2 separate regions of the Danio rerio genome follow, and region 1 is linked to region 2. The links are chromatin contacts, called in public HiCAR-type maps. All regions are on one chromosome and are shown on one strand. The core of a region is the stretch at or near the end of the contact, and the rest is flanking DNA. Distances in the headings are between cores, read along the strand shown.

Region 1 (3,737 bases), core at 487-2,986, 130 kb before region 2:
TGTGAATCCGTGATAAATTTCCCAGATATCTTAAATGTGGGATGTGGGGTCGCCCAGGGTAAGAAAAGGTGGAGAATCAAGGCGTCGTACCGTCGTCTGGGCAGACGGGGCAGCACTCGTCGTGGGGAATCACTGGGTTGGGGCAGTCGCTTGTGTCCTCGCAGATCACTTCGTCGCACATTACGGTGCCGCTGTCGCACACGCAGATTTGGCATGGCTCTGGTTTCCAGACGTCCCTGTCATTGTAGACCTGGCCGTCCAATGTGCAGCTGCCGCCAGTGCCTGCAGGAGTAATGAGAAAAACACTTATATAAGTATGAAATTAGAAAAGATGGCATTTAATATTCGAGTATGTCGAATAATTTATTAGATATTCATGTCTAATTCAGGTCAATAGGTTTCTTTTTTACAGTAGTCAGGCTAAATGAGTGACGCAGGGTGGGAAATGCTTATAATGCACTTTTGCAGATTTTAAATAACCTCTAAACTGTGATGTTATCACTTTTCGAAATTATTTAGTAGCATCTACTGAAATGAGGACTTATCTTGTGTGCTTTGTTTTGTAAACATTATGCAAACACGTGGGAAAACAATCCATTGCGTCAATAAACGCACACACCTTTACCTTAGTGGTTAAACTGTTTGGTTTGAAAATGCCCCCTAGGTGGCGCAGTGCACTTTTGCCTAAATTCCATTATTCTGGTGGAAAAGCTTGAGGGAAAATTTCCACGTCTGCTAAAGCTGACCGTCATGAAGTAATTGAAGACCGTCGGCTTGGCAACGACTAACGTTTTCCTTCTGTGGAAAGTCTGCAGGGTCCGCATGTGTTTTCAATCATCATAACAGAGGGGGGAAAAGTGAAAGGGATGGGGGAGGGGAATCTTCAAAATATGGTGTCATTGCATATTTAACCACCAGGTGGCGCCGCGACACCGTCCAAAACACTTCAGCTCTAATACTGGTAAAAAAGTATTGGTCTGGAATATACATTAAATATATAACTTATATTTAAACTACTCTTCTCTCTGTCCTATTGGTCAGAAAACCGAGTGGCTCTGTTTTAACGCAATCAGCAGAATTCACTATGGAGTTCGGAGAGATGCTCATCCAAGAATGAGATCATCTCTTTTTGTTTCTGGGAAACTTTTTTTGATGGATGTGCTATTTTGATTATTTGTACTTAAATCTAACATGTTTAATGTCTAAAGCTTCTTTTTTCCACATCTGGTCAAATCTATAACTGTATACTAAACTATTTATATTTTACACCTTAAGAAACTGTTAACATTTTCTATTCAAATGTAGCACATTATGGACTTTCAGATCTTTCCCCTGTCTGCTTTTCTCTTTTAGCAGCTGTTGGAGGAGAGTTTCCAAACCTGTGCCAACTTGTCTCCAAAGGCTCACGCATGCAGAACGTGAAAGGCCCAGTTGGTCTAATGCACATCCAGACTAAGCAAAAAGTTCTTCACCATTCCAGAAGAATATAAAAACTATGCTTCAGGCGACAGGACAATGCCTCATAGGAAAAAAATTCATGACACAATTATTTCTATTGCTGCCTCCCTCCACAGCATCACAAATACCCTTGCCTCTTCACTTTGCACCCACTACCCTCCAGCAAAGCTTGGAAAGTTAGAAAAGTTATACTTACGATCGTCCTCGCCTTGTCCTCTTGCCAAAAGCACCGTTGCGCTGAGCAACAGCGCCAGCCGAATATCCACAAAGCTGAACATGTCTAAATATTAGACATGTAGACTCTTTGAGGCGAGGGAAGTTCTGTTTTCCTTTAGACTCCAATCATACACGGTAGGGTCCGGTCTTCTGTGACTCCAATCCAGACCCCAGCAGAAACTCCCTACTGCCTAAACTAACTCTAGGTCCTGGCTTTTATACCCCAAAGTTTCTGGGAGGCGCCGGGAGCAGCAGATAACTCAAGCATGTTCATGTATAATAGAAAAAGCGTCCCTCCTTCACCGGACAGGGGGGCTGTCTTCACAACGTTTGCAGAGCTAACTTCTAAAGAAACCTGATCTCTTAATAAAAAGGTGAGGGTTTGCACTCAAAATTTCTTTTTGGTGAGGCTAGGTTGTGTGCCAGGGTGACCACCTGTACTGCGGGCATCACTCCGGACTTTTGTTGCAAATCTGAATTCAGGAAAAACCACGACTTTCTTCACAGAGGGACTTGGAGATGGATGCAGTGATTTCTGAGCTAAATTTGTCTTCGTTTCTTAATTTATTTGTATACTGATGGAACAGTTCTGATTCACAGGCTTCATAAACGGTTATTACAGTTATTTCTTCATTTGTGGAATTCTGTAACCAAGAACTGTACTATTTTAGATTTTTTTTTAGTATTAAATTGTTATCTATCTATCTATCTATCTATCTATCTATCTATCTATCTATCTATCTATCTATCTATCTATCTATCTATCTATCTATCTATCTAGCTATCATTGTGCGGTCATCTGTAGTTTGTATTAAATAGTAAATAAAAAGTTGTTTTGTATTTTGCTTGTTGATTATTTATTTTAATAGCCCCCAAATTACTGAAATTATTAGCCAAATAGTTCACCTTATATAAAATCAGTTGTGTTTGGTAAATAATGGAATAATAAATGTGAAACTGAAGCCTTTTATGTTGATGTTATTTCTGAACTGACACATTTTCACATTATTATCGACAGTGTCACACTTTTTAACGCGTCACCATATTTTGCATTCGCTTTATCAACTTCTACTTGATCAATTGTTTTAGCCTAATCGCGAACTGCATTTTGCATGGTGCAAAAGCTGCATGCACTGAATGCTCTCATCGTATCATCAATTTGATTTTACTGAAATGTTTAACCAGCATTGCATTTACACTTTCAGTGGGATGACTTATTTTTGGTAAAGTGAAAGAACCCACACTGGTAATAATAAGAATGCACAGGGAGATAAACTAAACAACAACAACAACACAAAAACGTATATGAGGAAATAATGGCCCAGACTGTGATAGGGAAATATTTTTTAAGGTGCATATCGTCGATACGCGGCACAGACGAGCAATCAGCAGTGATTTGGCCCGCACGCGGCTGCATCTCTTCCGCAGACACGTCGCACCTCTGGATGTGGCCAACCAGAGCTCACGCTCCCCCTCTCTTCATCTTCATAGCGGCGTCTCATCCAAGAGCTGCGTCTGCCTCCTCATTCCCTTCACAATGCAGATGAAAGGAGTCGCGAGCTGAGAGAGAAAGAGAGAGAGAGGACGCCACCTCATCGCTTTCAGGTGCACGTCGGGTCAGTTGCGAGAGAAAAAAAACACTATATTGCCGGTCCAAAGTAGCACTAGCTGAATAAATAGTGCAGCTGCAGGGGATGGGAGCGCCACAAATGCTGCATTTGGGTCTTGGGGTAAACCCGCGGGGTTTTTAATAGCTTTTAACAATTGATATCAATAAAGAACCAGTATTTTAAGTGTACTTATTGGTAATCTCTTTTAAATATTATTTAGCTGTCTGCTACAGACAAAAGCTAAATTAAATAATTTAACGTAAAGGATTGGAGTAAACACAAATATAGAATTTATTTATTCACAACTCATTCGGGTTGAGCTCTGGTTAATTTTATCAGTTTATGAGTTCCCAAAACTCTTTTTCATTAAGTCAACATAACTTATTTTATTTAGTGATTTTGACAGAGTGCATAATAATACAAAATAATAATAATAAAAAAAATAATAATAGA
Region 2 (3,658 bases), core at 306-2,805:
ATTATGTAAATTTGAGGCTCAAGATTCGGTCTCAATTGTTAAACATCTAGCCATATCACATCACTTCACACTGTACAAATTTCACTGCAATGTGGTGTTAATGGAGCAAAACGTTTCATAACCCTGGGTGAAAAGGGATGTTAAAAAGGTAATGAGAAAATCGGCACTGCCACTTTAGCTCTCAAAAAAACGTTAATGTAAAGTTTCGACCAGCGTGGTCTTCATACGGTTAACCTTATAAGGACCATGTAGGTTGAAACGTTGTTAGATTAAAAAAATTGAGAGCTAAAGACTAGTCTTTGACAATTCTAGATGTGCGCACAGTTCTGTTTCCTGGTTGCTTAATATTACGGGATGTTAACCATACTTCATACAAGTGTAAAACGTTCCTTAAATTGATAATTCATCCAAGAAATACAATTTCCATACCATTCACTCATGAATTTCTTTAATCTGTTGAGAACAAAACAAGATATTCTGAAGAAACCAGCAGCCATTGACATCCATAGTACTGTAGGTCATGAATTAAATGGCTGCTGCTTTCTAACAATCTTCAAAATAACATACCTTGTGTTCATCAGAAAAAAAAGAAACCCTTATGAACTATAATATTGAGTCAACAAAGAGAGAATTTACATTTTTGGGTGAACTATTCCTTTGACCAAGGGCAAAAAATTAATTATAAGCATGTTGTAGTCCAGTAGGATATTTTATTTTACTTCTAAGGGAACAAAACTCCTAAGTGCACAAACTTGCCATCTAACTTACATCACCAAGAACAAGGCCTAAATATTAAGAGTCTACAAAGTGTTCTTGACTATCCAGCAAGCATTTTTGTCTCTAAAAGATGTATAATAGATGTCTAATAGACGTCTGAACATGGCCATCTTGGCTGAAACAAAACTAAATTAGGGCTGTCAGTGAAAAGTAATAGACCTCTTAAAATAGGCCAAAACTAGACTAGACCAGAAACGAATGACTACACATATAAAGTCTATCTATTTGACGACTAGTATAGTTTTGGGCTATTTTTAGATGTTTCACAGACAGCCCAAGATTAGCCTTGTCTAAGCCAAACTTTCTATGTTTAGATGTCTATTAGACATCTATAAAACACAAAATTGTTAGCTGGGATGTCACTTAAAATGACGCAGGTGACCATTAGCATTTCCCAGGTAAGCATAATGTTTAAACATGTACTGTAACTCAGCACATTTAGCATGGAAAAGCATACTAATGTGATTAACAATGATAAATCAGTTTTACCATGAATAAGTTGCAATTCAATTTGATGGCATTCATAACATAGCATTAGTTACATGTTTACTATCACAAGGCTACTTTTCTTGGTGTATAACTATTATATTGGTATACAAATAGTATGACAAGAGCACTGTTATGTTTCGCTTACCTATTGGTCAGTGGGTCAGCCGATGGAGGCAACAGGTCACTATCTGCACTTTAAGGGACCATGCGTAGGGTTTGTGGTCTGGCGATGAACTGAGCTCTTGGGGTTGATGCTGTTGTCTCTTCAGGATCTTCTCCAGATGGTCAGAGGTGAAGTGGGGGTGGAGACTGATCCCCAACAAACACACTTCCTTCATCCAGATTTCTGATCAGCTTAAGTCATCTTGGTAATTAAGGAGGTCAAATCACCCTGAAGCAGGACAGAGTGGTTTACATGCCAGTTTGTACTGGCTGTTCTTTTTTACCAGATTTGCTTTTATGTAAAATCTTTTGTCATGGAAAACTGTGGATTTTCTTTAGAGGACATTTCTGTACATGTTAAAGGTCAATATGTCAACTCAAAGACAATAACATACCTCTGTAGACTTTAGGTGAGTGGCTCTGTTTTAAGAAGCAGATGGCCTAGACTTGACTGACTGCATGTGTGAGGCATCTTATAAACAAGTCAATCAGCCTGTTAAAACCCTTTCAAGCAGACTGATATGGAGATTTTTAATGACTGTAGGATGAATGGGATTAATGAATTGTATAATAATTATGTGACCCTGTACCATAAAACCAATTATAAGGGTCTCTTTCTTTTTTTATACATCGGGTTTCCATTGATATATGGTTTATTAGTATAGTACAACATTTGGCTGATATATAACTATTTGAAAATCTGGAATCTGAGGATTAAAAAACATCAAAATATTGAGAAGACATCTTTTTAGCAATGCTTATTACCAATTAACCATTTAGTTTTGATATACTTATAGTAGCACATTTAAAAAATATCTTCATGAAACATGATAAATAAATCAATTTATAATGATAATAATTTCCAATACAATATTTTTGTATCCATAAAATCTATATTTTATTTAATGCCAAAAATGTACCTGTGCAACATAAGACTGGTTTTGTGGTCAGAGCAAACAAATTTTATGCATTTATTTTAATACCAGGAAAGAAGTGCAAATGTAAATAAATTATGTAAATATATATATACATGTACACAGTATTTACTTAACATTCAAGTGTATACATTGCACATTTTCTACGTTAAAAAGACTTTTATTAAAAAGTTAATTATATTAGAAATTAAAATCCTCACCCTCAATTTGTTCCAAACTTGTAGAAATTTTTATTATTAACGATACCATACAGTCGTGCACAGAAAGGATCAAACACAGTGACAGAACCACTTAGAGAATGTACTCGTTTTAACTGTCACTGAGTCACTGACAGAGAAAGAAACATCAAGTGTTGTCTAGTATTAAAAAACACTTCTTATCTATTATCATCATTCAGATCGTGAAATATGTGAATTTGTCTGTAAGTTTAAAAACATATATTTATGTGTGGCATTTAATTAGAAAAGTGGCAGTTTATTTATTTAATACATGGAAACAAAAAAATGCACTTGAATATGGAAAGTGTTTTACTACAGTAAACAGGTGGGTTGAGCCTATTTGGCTTATTCAGAACTCAAATATGCTGGTCTATGCAATACAGTGGGATACTAGTATACAACCCATATTAAACAGACATTTTAAGTGTATTACTATTAAATCACTACTTATAAATGTAATATTAGGCTTTGTATATATGAAAATCCTAAAATCGCCCATTTAGGATGTAAAAAAAACAAACAAACAAAAAACAATCACCACTCAAATCTCCGACAACACCATTGACTCCTAATAGGAAGCGGCAGGGTTCATCTACTTTTGGGGTTTCCAACACATTTCCATTGTGGTCTGCACTTTGCAGTGAATGTCTGTATTTGCACGTGTTTTGAGAATTTGTGTGCACGGTGTCGTATTTTCAATTTGTAAGTGTTTTCTTAACTTGCAGTGCATTTGAGCTCTCTCTCTCTCAGCCACTGTACCTTTGGCTTGCATTGTATTTGATACTAAAAAAGTCAATGAACTGAAAAAACTGCAAAAAATACAGGTTTGGAACAATTTTAGGTGGAGTATGAGAACAGATTTGTTGTTGTTGTTATTATTAGCGACACTGGTGGCCGTTAAGTGAACTGCACAAAAACATATTGTTTATGCAAGTAATAAGAGACAAAATGTGATATTTACTTTCATCTGATTAATTTTGTTATACTGACAATGAACCAAAGCCATTCACACTTCTGTGTCTTTGGTTTCGAAGTTGTTTTAGAAAAATATGTAAATAAAATGCTGTGCACTTTCAT

The links. HiCAR-type assays count read pairs that join an accessible place to other places.
Region 1: a contact with region 2 is called in a HiCAR-type map of caudal fin, with 4 times the contacts expected there. The contact joins the promoter of col1a1a here to the promoter of gngt2a in region 2. A contact is called at or near these places in 11 of 18 Hi-C or Micro-C datasets (caudal fin, embryo, fibroblasts and 4 more) and 2 of 4 datasets of contacts at active chromatin or transcription factors (caudal fin and embryo).

What each region holds. Positions count from the first base shown.
Region 1 is chr3:21,966,362-21,970,098 of GRCz12tu, reverse strand. col1a1a (collagen, type I, alpha 1a) reads right to left here and starts at 1,736. Exons shown (of 51, transcript NM_199214.1): 1 at 1,655-1,736; 2 at 91-282. The coding sequence starts at 1,736. It overlaps LOC137490046 (a long non-coding RNA gene), which reads left to right. Exons shown (of 2, transcript XR_011010240.2): 2 at 1,357-2,514.
Region 2 is chr3:21,837,557-21,841,214 of GRCz12tu, reverse strand. It overlaps gngt2a (guanine nucleotide binding protein (G protein), gamma transducing activity polypeptide 2a), which reads right to left and starts at 1,555. Exons shown (of 3, transcript NM_001302501.1): 1 at 1,412-1,555.